Regions from separate parts of the Mus musculus genome. Here all the other regions are linked to region 1. Evidence: chromatin contacts called from public Hi-C and HiChIP or PLAC-seq data. All regions are on one chromosome and are shown on one strand. The core of a region is the stretch at or near the end of the contact, and the rest is flanking DNA. Distances in the headings are between cores, read along the strand shown.

Region 1 (2,700 bases), core at 102-2,601:
AAGATTATTGCAATCAGCATTTTGCATTTACATCAGGACAGTATGACTTGCGGTCGATTTTTATTTTTGAAGGTCCTAACAAGAATATAAATCAGGATGGCTCAGCAGGTAAAGGGTCCCTGGCGTCAAGTCCGACAACCTGAACTCGATCCTGGGGACCCACAGGATGGAGAGAACCGACTCTTCCAAAGTAGCCTTCAGAATTCCACAGGCACACACGCACATCCCAAATACATATTTTAACTATTTTTTTTCCTATATTTTACGGAGGCTCATGGAGGATGTGGATCTAAGCCAGTCCTTTGTCCTGCTTAGGTTGCAATGATTAAAGGGGACTGATGTCAATCATTCTGTCCTGTTTGGAAGCTGCCTCCTAGAAAGCTGCACGTGACAAATATTGCTTGTCTTGACTGTGTCCTCTAGGTCTCCCGGACCAACTGACGCCGGTTCCTCGCTGGAAGGGGCTTTCCTGACTGGAGTCCAGTCAAGCAACCGCCTTGCCTTCACATATCAAATCCTCTGAACTTTTCACTGTTTCCCTGACCACTCGAAAGGGGGCTCCGTGACCAGGCACCACCACATCAGCTACGCTCAGAATCCTCTCCCGGCTCCGCTGCTGAGCTACTGGGTCTTCGCTCAGGGCCTGCCAGGAGTCCTCGTCACCAAGTCGCTCGAACACATCGCCAGCCACCACCACGGTGCCCAGGCTGGTGCCCTCCACTACGACGCTCACGTCCCGCTGTCCTCCGTGGCCCGGCGTGGCCCACACCTGCAGTCCCGAGCCCAGTATCAAGGGCTGCGTTTCACACAGCCCATGGGGCAGATAGAGACCCTCGGGAAGGCAGAAGTCATGGGAGACTAACAAAGCTGCCTCGGGAAACAGCCCCAGGTTCCCAATATGATCCGAGTGTCCGTGGGTGCCCACCACCAGAGTCACATCTTCGGGGGCCACGCCCTGTGTAGCCAGGGCTTCCAGCAGCGCACCCCGCGCCCAGGGTCCCCCGGTGTCCACGAGGATGGGGCCACGCACCGCCTCCTCCAGGGCAGTCTTAGAGCCGCCGTCTGCGGATGGGGCCAAACCGCGGCTGGAGTCCGAGGCCCAGCCCCGAGGCAGGACGAGAGTCACAGTGCCATCAGCACGCACCGCGTCGCCCGCTCCCTGCGGCTCCGCGTAGCCGCGCAGCAGAACCACCACGGAGTAGGAGCCGCTGGACGCCAGCAAAGGGATCTCACCATGCAGGGGCTCGGTGCGCACTGGACCGTTCATGACAAGGGAGATTTACCCCGCCACGGACGTCTGCCCAGTCCCTCCAAAATCCTACCGCAAGCCCCGCCACTCTTTCCAAGGTGCAACTCGTTTGCTACCCACCAGATCTTAAAGTGGTATCGCCCTCCACTACCACCCCTGCTGAAGATGGTATCGCCCAACTGGCCTTTCCATGCGACCTCAAGACTTCCTAGATTCTTTTGGTCAGTCCCCCCTTAGGCTTATAGTCGGTAGGTTCTCACGCATCCACATCTGAAAGATATCTTTTACTTCTTTATTCTAGCTGTTGTCTACTTTGAAACTAAACTATCGCTGTCCTTAAGGGTTTTTGTTTTCTTTTGTTTTTTAACGCTGGGAAAACTCAAAAGGTGAGAAAACGCGAGATTTTTTGCCTTTTATGGGCTTCCGTACAAACTACCGCGCCTGAACCACGGCGTAATCCTAATCCTGTATAGTTCATATTATGTATTACACTTAACTTCTGAGTTCTTGTTTTGTTTTTTATTTTCCTGATACAGGGGCTCAAGGAGACCAAGATGGTCTTGAGCTCGCTACATAGCTGAGGAAGACTGAGCTCTTGATCCTCTTTTCCAAGTCCTAGTGGTACAGTTGTTTTCCCAACCCCAACCAGTATCCTTGGGGTGGATAATTATAAGAACACCATTAGCAACTAATAGATAGCAGGCCAATGGCCCCACTGTCTGGGTGCTCCCTCATCGATAATGTGTGCATGTTTGAAATGGGACTCAGCTGATATATATATAAAAGGTTTAATAGCAATATAGAAAATATGGCACCTGTGAAATAGGAAATATAGCCCACATGTCTACCCCATCTAACCCGAGTATTGCTTCACTCTCTTCCAGCATCCTGTTCTTATTCACAGATTGATGGTATACGGCCTCATGTTTGCAGTGTATATTGGTTCTTGAGGGTCTCTTTTTGGCTTCTTACTTTAAGACAGGGTTCAGCTCTGGTTGGTCCCGAACTGCCAAGTAGCTGGATGGTATTCTGATATTCCTGCCAACGCTTCTTTGAGTGCTGAGATTACAGCGGTATGCCACCACATCAGGGTTCAACTCCCATCACTGTCCATACTAGGCAGGCACTCTACCAATTGCGCTGCTCGCTCTTCTCTGGCCTCTTGAAAGGGTTTAAAATAGACCCTTTAAAAAGCAAAGTGACTTTCCCACAGCTCACACCACTATTGACCAATCGGTGCAGGTGAAGACCAGTAAAACGTAGAGAAAAGTTTCAAAACTGTCACCACATACTTGTTCAATTAAGTGGCTGCATGTGGTTCAACCCTGAAGGCAAAACTTGCTTCTGCTTCTTCCCCCCTACCCTTCTCCTTTCCTGTTGCCATTCTGGGTCCCCAGGATCATAGCCGAGATCATACCAAGAAGACATTAGAAGCCTAGGGGCGGGGAAGG
Region 2 (2,700 bases), core at 146-2,645, 390 kb after region 1:
GTCCCAAGATCTCAAAAAAACAAAAACAAAAACAAATGACAGTTCCTGGGGAACAACAGTTGAGGTTGCCTTCTGGCCTACACATATATGATTGTGTATGTATCTACACACGTGAACAAATACAACATGAATACACATATGTACACACACAAAGAAAAAACTAAACTATGTACATATAGACACATCATCAGACACTAGCTAAATTTTATTTCACTGATTCTTATACTAAGCATTCTAGGTTGTTGTTTATTTTTGCGACATGATCTCAGTATGTATCTTTGGCTGTCTGGGGCTCACTGCGTAGACCATGCTGGCTGTGAACTCACACAGAATCACCTGCCTCTGCCTCCCAAAAACTGAAGTTAAAGGTATAAGCCACCACACCCAGCCCAGTTCATCCTTTCTTTTTTGTTTTGTTTTGTTGTTATTTTGTTTTATCATTGTATGTGTGGATGTGGGAACATGCATGCTGTATGAAAATGCAAGCATGTGCATGCCGCAGCATGTGTGTGGAGGTCAAAAGACAACTACACTGTGCCTTCTACCTTCTTTGAGACGGTCTCTCATTTTTTCCCCTCCTGTATATGCCAGGCTAAGCTTATGGCTACTTAGCTTAAGGAGATTCTCCTGTCTCCACCTCCTATCTCCCTGAGGCATCTCTTCATTTACATATGTGTGTGCTATTGCATCCAGGTCTGAGTTCCAGGGATCTTAATGCCAGCTCTTAACCAACTCTAGCCTGCCAATCACCTTGACCAACCTATACAGCAGCCATCACTAAGACCCTGATGGCTTATCGATTGCGATGTACTTGAACATTTTCAAATCTTGATCCTCTGACTTGTCTGTGTGTTTGCTGCCATGACTGGGTACTCTCTCTTTCATGAAATTCTCCCTTCACCTGACACCATTCCACCACCCTCTCCTAACTATCTGATCCACTGCTAAGCCAACCTTAGTTTCCTTCTGGACACCATCTAACACACCAGGTGCAGAATGTGGATTCTGTGAATAAATACCCAAATAGATGAAGTCTTTCTGCTTCGTCCTCTTTCCTTATCTCCTAAGAAGCAACTGTGCAAGATAAATAACAGTTTTGTGGCTTCCTTTAACATCCCATGTACTGCATATCTCCTCCATCTTGAATTTTCAGCTCAAGTTTCTCCACACTCAGCTGAGCTCACCAAAACCACTCTCCTCTTCCTTCTGGGGACCTCTGATCTGAGACTGATCCTGAATCACTATCTTCTGTTTCTCCTTCAGACTGCACTCACGGCCATCTTGGATCTTCTCCATTTTCTCATCTTCTGGAAAAACAAAACGAATCACTGTGAGGTGGGAGATGTGAGAATGTCTTCAGACAATAAAAACCAGGGAAAGAGTCACCAGGAAGCCCCAAGCCTGGGGCAGGAAGTTGTAGGCTGCTTAGTGTACCATTTTCTAATTTCTTGAAGAAGTACTTGAACCAGGGTTCAAAGGAGGACTGACTTGGGCTATGTGGAAGCCACAGTAGAAAGAGAGAACTGACCCCCAAAAATTGTTCTCTGACCTCCACACATGAACTATGGCATGTACATGTCCTACTCTAACGATAACATTTTTAAAGGTTTAAAGGATATCTGGGATCTAGAGAGAGGACCCGACTTTTGGCTTCCAGGGCCCACTTTTGGCAACTCACAACCACCTGTAACTGTAACTCCAGGGGACCCAACATCCTCTTCTGGCTTCCATATGTACCCACATATACATGGTATACACTCACACAGACACACACACACATAGATAAATAGAAAATGAACCTTTGGGAACTGCAACCCTATAGGTGGAACAACAATATGAACTAACCAGTACCCTGGAGCTCTTGACTCTAGCTGCATATGTATCACAAGATGGCCTAGTCGGCCATCACTGCAAAGAAAGGCCCATTGGACTTGCAAACTTTATATGCCCCAGTACAGGGGAACCCCAGGGCCAAAAAGGGGGAGTGGGTGGGTAGGGGATGGGGGGGTGGGTATGGCGGACTTTTGGGATAGCATTGAAAATGTAAACGAGGAAAATACCTAATAAAAAATTAAAAAAATAAATAAAAAAATAAAAGAAAATGAACCTTTTTAAAAACCCATATGATGATACTTACCAGCTTTCTTCTTTTGTTTGCTTAAAGAGAGTCTATTAAATTTCTTCTTAGAGGGTTCAGTAACTGGCTGGCCTAGCTTAGATGTCCCCATCTCAGAATTCACTTCCTCTTCTAAAGAAGATGCAATCTTTGGAGTATCAGGAGTTATTACCTTCTCTCTGAAATGATATTGTTTAAATAAAAAGTCTTCAGAGAGACACTTGCCATGCCAAGTCTTTGAAAAAGAAACCAGGGGTTAAAAGCAAAACAGGACTTCTAGACTTGAGTCAGGAGAGGTAGCTCTGTGGTACAGTGTGCACTAGAAACAGCTCAATCCCCAGAAGACACATAGAAGTGCCAGGCCTCCTAAGGTCTCCTGAGGTCATTTTATCCAACTCCTTGCCTGTTTCCTTCCCAACTCAAAGAGGCATCTTCCCTGAGCTAAGAGAAATCAATATACTATAACATAATGAATGACTACATAGACAGACAGAAAGACAGGACACCATTTACCAGTGTTATGTCCACCCTGTGTTCAGCCTGTCTCTCTGGAATAAACTTACGGATCAGCATCTTTCTTATCA
Region 3 (2,700 bases), core at 156-2,655, 460 kb before region 1:
GGGTTATCTAAGCTCATCCATAGACGTAGGGAATATAGGACCCTGTAGAGTGTCAGGCCTGGTCGCTCTTCTGAGGACACTGATTTCCTTGCTGGCTCCTCAGCCTGGGAGCAGAATTAGGGGCATTTCCCAACTTTCAGGTTTGACCTGAGGTCGAGGTTCTTGCAAGGAGGTTGTCGTTCGAGTCCCGTGGATCTCCACTTTGCTAACTGGACATGTGCCTTCGGATGTCTGTAACCTGGTGACCTTGGGCACTCTTTTCTTACTTGTTTCTGTCTGACCAGCGGCCAGGTTACCTCTCTTAGACTGAGCTAAGTGTCCACTAGAGGGAGCTTTAGGGTGCTATTGTTAACACAGTACAGATCTTAGAGATAAGAGTTACTATTGACAGTGGTAGTTTTGTGGGTGTGGTGTGGTGGGTAGGTGAGTGGGTGAGTGGATGAATTAGGTGTGGGTGGGTGGTGTAGAGAACTTGTTTGTGGGTTTTTTTTAAAAATATATATCTTTAGCCCTTCGTTCCTCATCCACCCACATCCAAATGTAGTCCTTCAACACTTTTCATAATTCTAGGAAGAAACTTACCAAGCCTGGAAGCAGGGATTTTGAGCTCATTTTCTTATTGACTCTTATGAGGGTGATGGGGTCTTTTCTCCCATGGCATCAAACTATGCCCACACAGTAGACAGACTGTCCTATACAATGGGTCTCCTTACCAAGCCAGTGGTGCTGACCCTCCCTGACCACAGTCTTACACACGCACACACGCATGCATGCATGCATGTGCTTATGTATGCACATACACACACACACCCACTCACACACACACACAAAAACACACACGTACTCACACACACAAACACACACACTCACACACACACAAACACACACTCACACACATAAACACACACACTCACACACACACAAACACACCCACACACACACACTCACACACACATACACACACTCACACACACACACACACACACACACACACCCCACATACACCCCATTTGTGTGTGCATGAGTGCATGTGAATACAGATGCCTGAGGAGGTCATAAGTGTCAGATTACCTGAAGCTGAAATCTCAAATGGTTGTGAGTGACTTGATGTTGGTGATGGTAACTCAGGTCCTATGCAAGTGCAGTTAAGTATTCTCAACTGTTGAGCCTTCTCTACAGCTCCCACCATTCTCCCTTGGGGAATGTGGCTGTGGAAGGAACGAGGGAATTATGGTGGGAATCTGCTCAGGTTAGTGCCCACCTAGGAATTATTCTACAGCTTTTTCCAACCAATGACATTTGCAACAAAGAGGACTCTAGGTGGCCAGCCAGGCCTGCTATACACCTCCTCATTTTCTCAGGAAAACTGCAGGATGATCTGTTGGCCAGAGGAGGTCGCCCAAACACTATGCTTACATAGTGTTATATGCTTAGTTTTCTGTCCCAGAAAATGGAGACTACACACAGCACAGAACTCTGGTCAGAAAGGAGGTGATTTTAAAAAATCAATCTTCAGGTTCCATATCTCTAATGCTGTGAGTCCAGATAATGTTACCTCCTTTGATTCTGGGGTGTTTCCACTATCACAGCTCTCTGGCATGTCCTTGCAGATTTCTATTTAGTCTCATGGCCATCTGGGCATCTCTCTTGTTCTTCCCCACACTTGATCCTAACCCCTACCCCATTCCCCTCCCATCCCCTCTCCCACCCAGCTCCCTCACCCCATCTGTCTCCTACAGCTATTTTATTTCCCTGTTTACATGAGATTCAAACACCCTGTGTTGGGCTTTCCTTCTTATTTAGCTTCTTGTGGTCTGTGGAGTATAGCATAGTACCTGTATTTTATGGCTAATATCCACTTATAAGTGAGTTCATATCATATTTGTCCTTTTGAGTCTGGGTTACCTTGCTTAGGATGATATTTTCTAGTTCTATCCTTTTGTCTACAAAATTCATGATGCCTTTGTTTTTAATAGCTGGATAGTATTCCGTTGTCTAGACATACCAATTTTCTTTATCTATTCTTCAGTTGAGGAACATCTAGGTTGTTTCCAGTTTCTGGCTATCAAGAATAAAGCTGCTATGAACATAGTTGAGCAAGTGTCCCTGTGGTATAGTAGGGCATCTTTTTGGTATATTCCCAGGAGTGGGTCTTGAGGTAGAACTATTCCCAGTTTTCCGAGAAACAGACAATTTAATTTCCAACGTGGTTGTAAAAGTTTGCCCTCCCACCAGCAGTGGAGGAGTGTTTCCCTTTGCTCCACATCCTTGCCAGCATGTGCGGGTCATTCTGACAGGTGTAAGATGGAATCTTAGAGTTGTTTTAAATTGCATTTCCCTGATGACTAAGGACTTTGAACACTTATCTAAGTGTTTCTTGGCCATTCAAGAATCCTCTGTTGAGAAGTATCTGTTTAGCTCTCTACCCCCATTTTTAATTGGGTTATTTGGGTTGTTGGTGCCTAACTTCTTGAGTTCTTTATAAATTTTGGATATCAACCCTCTGCCAGAAGTAGGGTTGGTGACTAGGCAGGAACCCCAGTGGAGCAATAGAAGCAGCAACCCACCCATAAAACTCTCAACCCCCAAATGTATCCTGTCGACAAGAAATGCAGGGATGGGGGATAGCAGAGACGGAGGGAATGGCTATCCAATAACACGCCCTACTTGAAACCCATCCCATGGGCAAGCACTAATTTC

Evidence for each region. A called contact is a pair of places that touch in the nucleus more often than the background predicts. HiChIP or PLAC-seq counts read pairs in DNA pulled down with a chosen protein or histone mark.
Region 2: a contact with region 1 is called in a Hi-C map of the G1E-ER4 cell line, with 2.5 times the contacts expected there. The contact joins the enhancer-like site here to the promoter of Mblac1 in region 1. A contact is called at or near these places in 7 of 39 promoter capture datasets (the 3T3-L1 cell line, the HPC-7 cell line, HPC-7-derived erythroid cells and 5 more), 3 of 484 Hi-C or Micro-C datasets (the G1E-ER4 cell line and embryonic stem cells), 3 of 115 datasets of contacts at active chromatin or transcription factors (SST interneurons, embryonic midbrain and embryonic stem cells) and 2 of 9 other capture datasets (adipose tissue and macrophages).
Region 3: an H3K4me3 HiChIP or PLAC-seq map of bone marrow-derived macrophages shows a contact between it and region 1, with 11 times the contacts expected there. The contact joins the enhancer-like site here to the promoter of Mblac1 in region 1. A contact is called at or near these places in 16 of 39 promoter capture datasets (the 3T3-L1 cell line, 3T3-L1-derived adipocytes, the HPC-7 cell line and 9 more), 4 of 15 datasets of contacts at CTCF or cohesin (hippocampal excitatory neurons, large pre-B cells, pro-B cells and 1 more), 14 of 484 Hi-C or Micro-C datasets (the HPC-5 cell line, the MC3T3-E1 cell line, bone marrow-derived dendritic cells and 9 more), 21 of 115 datasets of contacts at active chromatin or transcription factors (SST interneurons, acute myeloid leukemia, bone marrow-derived dendritic cells and 16 more) and 3 of 9 other capture datasets (adipose tissue, embryonic trunk and macrophages).

The regions. Positions count from the first base shown.
Region 1 is chr5:138,192,965-138,195,664 of GRCm38.p6, reverse strand. It overlaps Mblac1 (metallo-beta-lactamase domain containing 1), which reads right to left and starts at 1,351. Exons shown (of 1, transcript NM_177878.3): 1 at 44-1,351. The coding sequence starts at 1,267. The coding sequence ends at 485. It overlaps Cnpy4 (canopy FGF signaling regulator 4), which reads right to left. Exons shown (of 6, transcript NM_178612.4): 6 at 1,771-2,700.
Region 2 is chr5:137,799,581-137,802,280 of GRCm38.p6, reverse strand. It overlaps Zcwpw1 (zinc finger, CW type with PWWP domain 1), which reads right to left. Exons shown (of 17, transcript NM_001005426.2): 5 at 2,680-2,700; 6 at 2,138-2,295; 7 at 1,185-1,307. Among named protein-coding and RNA genes, the nearest start is that of Zcwpw1, 13 kb to the right of the region's middle. Within about 2 kb of position 1,395, at least 3 of the 459 cell types and tissues checked have an H3K27ac peak or open chromatin away from gene starts, as enhancers often do. A contact at or near this core is called in the G1E-ER4 cell line, where this site is marked.
Region 3 is chr5:138,655,641-138,658,340 of GRCm38.p6, reverse strand. No RefSeq gene overlaps it. Among named protein-coding and RNA genes, the nearest start is that of A430033K04Rik, 34 kb to the right of the region's middle. Within about 2 kb of position 1,405, at least 9 of the 459 cell types and tissues checked have an H3K27ac peak or open chromatin away from gene starts, as enhancers often do. A contact at or near this core is called in bone marrow-derived macrophages, where this site is marked.